3 separate regions of the Mus musculus genome follow, and all the other regions are linked to region 1. The links are chromatin contacts, called in public HiChIP or PLAC-seq and promoter capture Hi-C maps. All regions are on one chromosome and are shown on one strand. The core of a region is the stretch at or near the end of the contact, and the rest is flanking DNA. Distances in the headings are between cores, read along the strand shown.

Region 1 (2,595 bases), core at 40-2,539:
GGAAGTGTAGTAAGAAATACAAAGGACCCCAAATTTGAGTAACGGCTCTGTACCTTTGCCTGGTGCCCACCCTATCTAGATCAACTTCTGACCATGTTATATAATGGGCACTTAGGAGTAAGAAAAGAGCCACAAGGCTTTTAAAACTCTTATACACCCAAATGGACTAAACACACTTCTATGAACTTCTTTCTAAAGCCACACTAATTTGCTAAGTTATTCTGTGATCAGCACCCTTATTTTCAGAAGAGAAACAACTATTTAAAGCCAACGTTCTACATAGTGGTGCGAGCTAATCAAACTTAAGTATTGAGAAACTGAACAATCTACGCCTATGTAAGAAGTTCCCCTTGAGAATGAACTGATATAAAACATCTATGAACATCTGGCACTGTCCCGGCAAACAGGCAGCAAACACCACGTGTACTACTCTTTCTAATTCTCTAACTTTAAACTCAAACTAAATGGTTTAAAAATTATATAAATGATTGTGTGTATAATATACGTAAACGCACATACACTGATACTACAAAAACATGTTACTGATCCTAAGGGAAGGTGAGTTTGTAATAGGCAAGACAACTTGTGAAAAGTTACAGTCTAATTATTTGCTCTTATCTCTGCACGCCAACTCAAGAGAACCGCTACACTGCGAGCAAGAATGGTAACAAGAAGTCAGATGATCCCGGAGAACTTGCCCTGCTGGAATTGCTAAGCCCTTAAGCACGTGGACAATGGGCCGCTTTATTTGCATGGCCGCACTAACCTGGGGGGACCGACTGATCGGTTTAATGGCGAAACTGCACTCACTCATTAACGATCACCACCTGCCTCACCCTGGAAAACGTAACCTTATTCAAGTCCCCCCACGCAAATGGTGTTTTTCTTTTTTGTTCTTTTTCTTTTAAAAACACCCTAGCCATTCAAGCAAAGATGCGAGAGAGCAGTCGCCTCGGCCTCACAGCCGGGAAGATGAGGAGACCGAGAACCCAGCCAGCCAGCTTCGTCCCGGGAGCACGCGCAGACACCCCGAGACCGCCCCACCGCGGAGGAGCCTCGGCGCCCTCCGGCCTGAGCCCGCCGCTTCCCGCCCGCGCCGACCCGGGCCGCGGCGCGCGGAGAGACGCACCGCCGCGCTGCACCGCGCTGCGCTCGGCTCCCGCCACACGCGGCACGCGGTGCCGCCGCGGCGTCGGGCTCCGATCCCGCACAGAGGGAAGGAAGAAAAACCAATAACAAAACCTGGCTTCTCGTTCCCTCCGGAAACCGCGGGCCGGCAGGAAGTGACGAAGGCGAGGTCGTCCGGTCCGCTGGGTCTCGGCCCGCGCTCCCCGCCCGACTCCCGGAACAGCCCGAGCGGAGCGGAGCGGCTCGGCGCGGCGGCCTCCGCACCTCAGCAGCCGCCGAGCGCCCGCCCGCCCGCTCTCCCGCTCGCTCGCCCGCCCGCGCGCGGCTGCGTCACCGCCCCGCCCCCGTCCCGGCCCCGCCCCGTCCCGTCCAGTCCGGGCCCAGCCGCGGGCTGCGAGCTGCTGCGGGTCAGATCCCGACCTGGGTGTCTCTGCGGGCGGAGTGAGCGGGGCGGCTGCAGCGTGCCTAGGGTCCCCGGAGCCCGCAGAGACGCCGGCGGGAGCGTGCGGCGTCCCGTCGCGGGAGGACTGTCCTGTATGTCACCTGGAACAGATTGCACAGGCTCGGGGGAGGGGGGCGGCGGCTGGAGGAGGCCAGGTTTGGGCGTCAGATCTGTGTGCCACCTCTGCGCCTCCCGTTCCCCGGGTCCCTGTGGCCTTGGGATCTCAGAGCCACCACTGTCACCTGTTATTGAGTTGCAGTGCGTCAAAGCAGGATGGGTGCAAAAAGAAAAAAAAAATTACTCGAACGTGTACTGCGCAGTCCACAGGCCTCAGCTATGCTCCGTCCTCTAGGATGGGGTGAAAGCCTGTGACCTTGTTCCCGTCTGTTTTAGGACCTCAAACGTCGCAGTGCTTCAGAGAGTCAGGAGAATGAATCTTCCCCTCATGGTGTTTGGGTTCCGTTGTTAGAAATTATGTGTAGTCTGAATTTCCGTGAGAGAGTAACAAAAGTCCCACGTGAGAGGCAGAAAATAGCATTCCAAGCGAGGTGGCAGGTTCTAGAACGGAGTGGACAAACTTTAAAACTTAGGATAATGTCTCATGATTACCTGAAAAGGATTTTGTCACCCAAAAGGAGGTCAGCCTTAAACTAAATCCCGATGGATGCGTTTTTTGATGTCATGATCTCTTAATATGCGTGTTTAACCTGCAGCTTAAATCAGCTCCATCTAGCTAGCATCTTTCTAATGCAATAATAGTTTAAACATTACATCACCGGACAGCTGAGGGAAGATGTCAGTTTTCCCATAAGAGCCCAGAATGTCACTCTCAGCATCAATCTACTAGAGCATTAACTTGCCTGAAATGAACCAACCCCTGGACATTTTACTTTAGACTGAAGGGGAAAGGCGCATATCCTCACACTTGGTTAGGTTACACAAAGTGCGTGGGAGGCGTGGTTAAAGTACCTCCATGTCTGCACTGTGGACTCTGAACTCTCCATTCCTGACTCTTCCAAAGCGTG
Region 2 (2,595 bases), core at 26-2,525, 42 kb after region 1:
AGTAACCCCTCACCTATATCCCTGGAAATAACCCAAACACAACTCATAAGTTTACCAAGTTGGACGTTGACAGTATCTGTACGTTGGTCTGTCATGGGCTCCCAATCTACTCCCAGTGGGTGAGTAGATGGGTGTGTTGTATCTCTCTGGGGACAATCTTGTCACATAACAGGAGTAGCAGAGTCACACACACGTATTCCCATGATCTATTACAGACAGGTGTTTTTGTGGAGAGTCACGAACTTGTATTTCTTCTATCAGGTAGTTCTGTATATGCTGGTGCACACACATGCATTTCCTATCCCTGTCATAACTGGAAAGCTGTGTGTAGTAGTTTTTCTCATACACATCTTCCCTAGATCTGTTGTAATTAGGGTTATATGTATAGACACACACACACACACACACACACACACACACACACACACACACAAACACACTATATATATATATATATATGTATATATATATATATATATATATATATCCCTGTTATAGTTAGATGTGGTGATTTAAATGAAAAGGCCTTCATAAGCTCATATATTTGAGTATTTGGTTCCCAATTAGTGAACACCTTTGGGAACCATTAGGAGGTGTGGCCTTGTTGGAGGAGGTGTGTCCTTGGGGCTGGGGGCTTTGAGGTTCAAAAAAAAAAAAAAAAAAGCCCACACCAGGTCCAGTCTCCCTCTCTTTCACAAACTCCACCATACCTAGGCCTAGGACTCCATGGGGTGGTGTTGGGACATAGAATACATGTGAATAGGCATGCCCAGGTTACCACATAGCAGCTCTGGGAAATGGAAGGCATGCAAACAGGCATGACCAAGCTTGCCTCCTGGTGTCAGTGGGACAGGGACTGAGTCCAAAGAGGTTGAACCAGGTTGCCATGGGCACTGCTGGGACACCATACATGTGAGACTAGGAGAGATCATGCTACCACATGGTGGCTCTGGGTCACAGCAGAACTGTGAACTATGTGGCCGGGCCACCACTTGGAGGTCCTGGGACACGGCAAGCATGTGGACATGTTCAGACATGTACCATTGCTCAGACATGGTGAGCATGCAAACAGGCATGCCCAGGCTGTCGTGTGGTGGTGGTCGGACTTGGCAAGTGTGCCAACAGGTGTGCTCAGGCTAGGAGGCAGTAGCACTGGAACATAGCAGGCACGGCAGCAGGTGTGAACCAATGTTCCCAGACAAATAAAGGCATGCCCAGGCTCCTAAGTGTTGGTGCTGGGACAGGTTTGCAGGCAAACAGGCAATACTCCACCAAGTGGCAAATCTGGGACATGGCAGGCATTTAGTAAATGTCTCTGACAAGTCTGCCACATGGCAGCCCTGGGATGTGATAGGCCACCATGTGGCAGCCGCCCAGACCACTAGGTAGCAATGCGGGGGACATGGTATGTGTGTGAACAGGAGAGCTCAGGATGTCACGCAATGGCGTAGAGACACAGAATGTATATACCCTACAGCTGCCTAGAGATGTGGCAGGTGAGAATAGGCATGCCTGGCCACCACTTGGCAGCACTGGCATATGGTAGGTGTGCAAATGCATGTGTCCAAGCCACTCCACAATGGTGCTGGGATATGGTGCAGATGTGTCCTGGCTGCTGGCTGGCAAGGCTAAGACATAGTAGGTGTGCTAGCAGGTATGATCTGGCTAGTGATTTGAGGCTCTGGGACACAATATATGTGCAGACAGGTGAGCATGGGCTCATGTGTTGGCACTGGAACATAGCAGGCATGTGAACGGGCATGTCCAGGCAGTGCTGGAACATGACATACATATGAACTGGCATGCCCAGGCAGTGCTGGAACATGACATACATATGAACTGGCATGCTCAGGCAGTGCTGGAACATAACATACATATGAACTGGCATGCCCAGGCAGTGCTGGAACATAACATACATATGAACTGGCATGCCCAGGCAGTGCTGAAACATGACATACATATGAACTGGCATGCCCAGGCAGTGCTGGAACATGATATACATATGAACTACCATGTCCAAGCAGCCATGTGAAAAGGTGTGCCAAGTCTGCCACATGGAGGTCCTGGAACATGGTAAGCAGGCAAAGAAGTGTGCACAAACCATAACTTGGCAGCCCCGGGACATAGTAGGTGTGTGAATCGGTAGGTATTCTCAGGCAGTCACATGCTGGTACTAGGACACAGAAATCATGCAAACTGGTGTGCCCTGGCAGCTATGTGTCATGGCTGGGACACGGCATGCATACAAGCAGGCACACCCAAGCCACTGCTTGGCAGTGCTTGAACACAGTTGCATGCACACAGGTGAAACCAGCCTGCATTGTGGTGGTGTTGGGATATGGTACATATGTGAACAGGCATGTCCAGGCTGCCATGTAGTGGCCCTGGGACACAGCAAGCATCTGATACCCCTGGGCATTTAACTGTCATGCCCAGGAGATGACATAATGGTGGTGTGACCTGGCAAGTGTGTAAGCAGGCTTGCTGAAGCCACCACATGGTGGCACTAGGGCATGGTAAGCAAATGAATAGATGTGCCCAGGCCACCATGAGGTGGTGCTTGGATAAGGCACGTCTGTTATCATAACCCCACCA
Region 3 (2,595 bases), core at 51-2,550, 33 kb before region 1:
TCTATAAAAGCCAAAGATTCTACCTCTCCTCTTTCAAGTGCTAAAATCCTACGGCCATCGTTCCCTGGCTAAGGGAGTGGATGTTCTTTTGGCTACGGTGGTGTTGCTCATCTGATACTTTTAAAACAACACTGAAAAACCATGCCCTCACAAAGCTCTTTCTTCATTAAAGCCACAAAAGCTTTGTACTAAAGGCTAGACAGGGTGGTTATGTTTTCAACCAGAAACCATTCCCTCAAGCAAAAGCTACAAAGGAGGATGTAAGAAAGGGCAAAGACATCATTAGATTAAGATGCATTTACATGACCTATAAAAAAGTTAGGGGTCAGCATGGGGGACTTCTAGGACACAATAATTGGCTTGGGCAAGGTACCAATTGCTACTTGCTCAAGTCAGCAGAACGCATGAAATCCAAGAGGGCAGAGCCTAGCTGGCTCTGGACATGCTGACCGAATAATCCAACTCCACGTGCCTGCTATGTGCACTACTGGATCATTTGCTCCAGAAAGGCGTGTCAGCTGAAACAAGTCCCTATCCCGAGTCTTCAAAGGAGGCAGGGTGCGTTGTACTATGCTCATACCCTCTTCAGGTCTTTCTAGGTGGCCATCTACTTCTGACCGCAGCATGCGACCCACTGACTTGTCTCTTCCAGTGGAGGTGAAAGAGTTGGGGAATCAGTTAAAGTCACACTTTGTCTGCAGCTACCTCTCTTCTGACAGAGACTTCATGAAGACAGTGAATGATCTAGTCAACTGTCGGCGACACAGTGACCGTGGGCTACTGGTGGAGTCAACTGGGAAGGGGGGACATCTATTTAGCAACACTACCTAAACCCATTACTGTACACCTGACAGCTTTAGCAGCACTGCTTAAACCCACTACTGTATGCCCGATAGCTTTAGCAACACTGCTTAAACCATTGCTGTATGCCTGATATACTGTATAGCCCACACTACCACTCACTTCTCATCTCTTTGTATCTCCATTTGAAACTGCTGCTGCTGGAGCTGAAGCAACAGCTTAGCAGCTACACCGGTTATTCTTCCCTCGCATCCACATGGCACACCTCACACATACTTATGTACATATGAATAAAATTGAAACCTTTTAAAAAATACTATCAAGGCAAGGATGTGCTTCAATGGGGAGTACTTACTTTTAGTAAGGTGTGAGGTCCTGGGTTCCACTTCTAGCACAGAAACCAAAACCCCAAACAAACGAACAAACAAAGATAGGCACTGTCTTAATTAACGAATCCAGGTAAGTCAACGCAGTATTTCCCAGGTTAAATATTAAGTGACCGAAAAAAATCCAGAGTCAAGGCAGGGTTAGAGGGACTTTGAGAGGTCATTTATCTCCGGACTTCAGAGAGAATACTAAAAATATTGCAAATAAATTTAAACCCAGGTTTATATGACTCCAAGAAGAAAAGTTTATAGTTCCCAGCATCCGTGTTCCCCCTTTGTGATAATTTTCTTCCTAATACCCCATGCATGGGACATCAGAATCACCTTAGAGCACTGTTAAAATAGCCTTGCACTCCAGCCTTCCCACTTGGAATCAGCAGGTCTTGGTGGGCCTGAGAATCTGTTCCCAGGAAGTGCTGATAGGTCACAGCCACACCTTGGCCATCATGGTACCTGACCCTTTACACTCCAAAGGGGAGCACACACCAGCTGTCCATCATTATCCCCAGGATGGGCACACGTATCTGAACAAAAATGCAAGTCTCTTCTAGGCTATAGAACAGAAGTCCTCCAACCTCTTATTGTAGTTATAATTTCTAACATGTGATTTCCCCCCTTTCTTGAGTTTTTTTTTTCAGAGTCCCTCCAAGTTTCTTTCAGATGAAGAGCCATAAACAAGACACAGAACCTGAGTCGGAGAGCCGCCACAGCCGGTGTCAAGAACCGAACGATTCAGACCAATTTCTCGTATTCGCACACATCACCCGCTTGTATTCACGCCTGCCCGGGGAACTGACTCTCTGTGAGCTGCAGTAACGTTTCACAGACCGTCTTAATGCTTATCTTCTGATCTTCTAAGAAACTCAAGAAGCTGTCTTAAAATATCAGATAGATGACCCATCATTTTAAGACAGAGCAGGGCCAGGTGGCATCCAAGAGAGAAAATATAACCCAGAAATCAGGTCTATTTAAACAGTCTCGTTGAGGAGGCTGCTTCCCACTTCTCTGGTGGGTCTGCCGCTACCACCCAGCAACAGCTTCAGGTGAAGTGAACCTTCAGTGGCTCCTTTGTGGCAGGAAGGTGACAAGGCCTGGGAGTGGGCTCTGGGCTGCCCCACTTACCCACAGTTGCTGCCTAGGGCAAAGAGCCAGTCCCAATCCCGGGTTGCAAATGCAGGGATAAACCGAACTCAGCCGTGCCCTCCACGCGCCCCATGCTCTCACCTCCCACGTCTCCCCCCAGCATTGTCTTCTTGCCGGTTTGTTTACTGCGTGTCAGGGCCCCCCTTTTTCGGTGCTGCGGCTGTTTAGCACGTGAGCTCGTTGCGAGTGGGAACTATGCTCTCTTTGTGTATTGTGTGCGCTGTGGAGGTGCTTAGCACATATGCTGAATAACAACAGCAGGCCC

The links. Promoter capture Hi-C pulls out the DNA fragments that hold promoters and counts their contacts. HiChIP or PLAC-seq counts read pairs in DNA pulled down with a chosen protein or histone mark.
Region 2: an H3K27ac HiChIP or PLAC-seq map of embryonic stem cells shows a contact between it and region 1, with 15 read pairs. The contact joins the enhancer-like site here to the promoter of Smim19 in region 1. A contact is called at or near these places in 17 of 39 promoter capture datasets (the 3T3-L1 cell line, 3T3-L1-derived adipocytes, the C10 cell line and 11 more), 1 of 15 datasets of contacts at CTCF or cohesin (CD8 T cells), 58 of 484 Hi-C or Micro-C datasets (the AML12 cell line, the BV-2 cell line, the C2C12 cell line and 35 more), 20 of 115 datasets of contacts at active chromatin or transcription factors (the 230-238 cell line, the HPC-7 cell line, the SCID.adh cell line and 13 more) and 2 of 9 other capture datasets (adipose tissue and pancreatic islet).
Region 3: a contact with region 1 is called in a promoter capture Hi-C map of liver. The contact joins the enhancer-like site here to the promoter of Smim19 in region 1. A contact is called at or near these places in 12 of 39 promoter capture datasets (3T3-L1-derived adipocytes, the C10 cell line, the HPC-7 cell line and 6 more), 14 of 484 Hi-C or Micro-C datasets (the HL-1 cell line, Sertoli cells, cardiomyocytes and 6 more), 12 of 115 datasets of contacts at active chromatin or transcription factors (the SCID.adh cell line, a beta-TC-6 cell line, bone marrow-derived dendritic cells and 7 more) and 2 of 9 other capture datasets (adipose tissue and pancreatic islet).

What each region holds. Positions count from the first base shown.
Region 1 is chr8:22,475,573-22,478,167 of GRCm38.p6, reverse strand. Smim19 (small integral membrane protein 19) reads left to right here and starts at 1,289. Exons shown (of 4, transcript NM_001146117.1): 1 at 1,289-1,662. It overlaps Slc20a2 (solute carrier family 20, member 2), which reads right to left and starts at 1,468. Exons shown (of 11, transcript NM_011394.3): 1 at 1,243-1,468.
Region 2 is chr8:22,433,296-22,435,890 of GRCm38.p6, reverse strand. No RefSeq gene overlaps it. Among named protein-coding and RNA genes, the nearest start is that of Gm39140, 20 kb to the left of the region's middle. Within about 2 kb of position 1,275, at least 148 of the 459 cell types and tissues checked have an H3K27ac peak or open chromatin away from gene starts, as enhancers often do. A contact at or near this core is called in the HL-1 cell line, the HPC-7 cell line, the SCID.adh cell line and 15 more, where this site is marked.
Region 3 is chr8:22,508,981-22,511,575 of GRCm38.p6, reverse strand. The region is part of intron 1 of Slc20a2 (solute carrier family 20, member 2); the gene reads right to left. Among named protein-coding and RNA genes, the nearest start is that of Smim19, 33 kb to the right of the region's middle. Within about 2 kb of position 1,300, at least 17 of the 459 cell types and tissues checked have an H3K27ac peak or open chromatin away from gene starts, as enhancers often do. A contact at or near this core is called in liver, where this site is marked.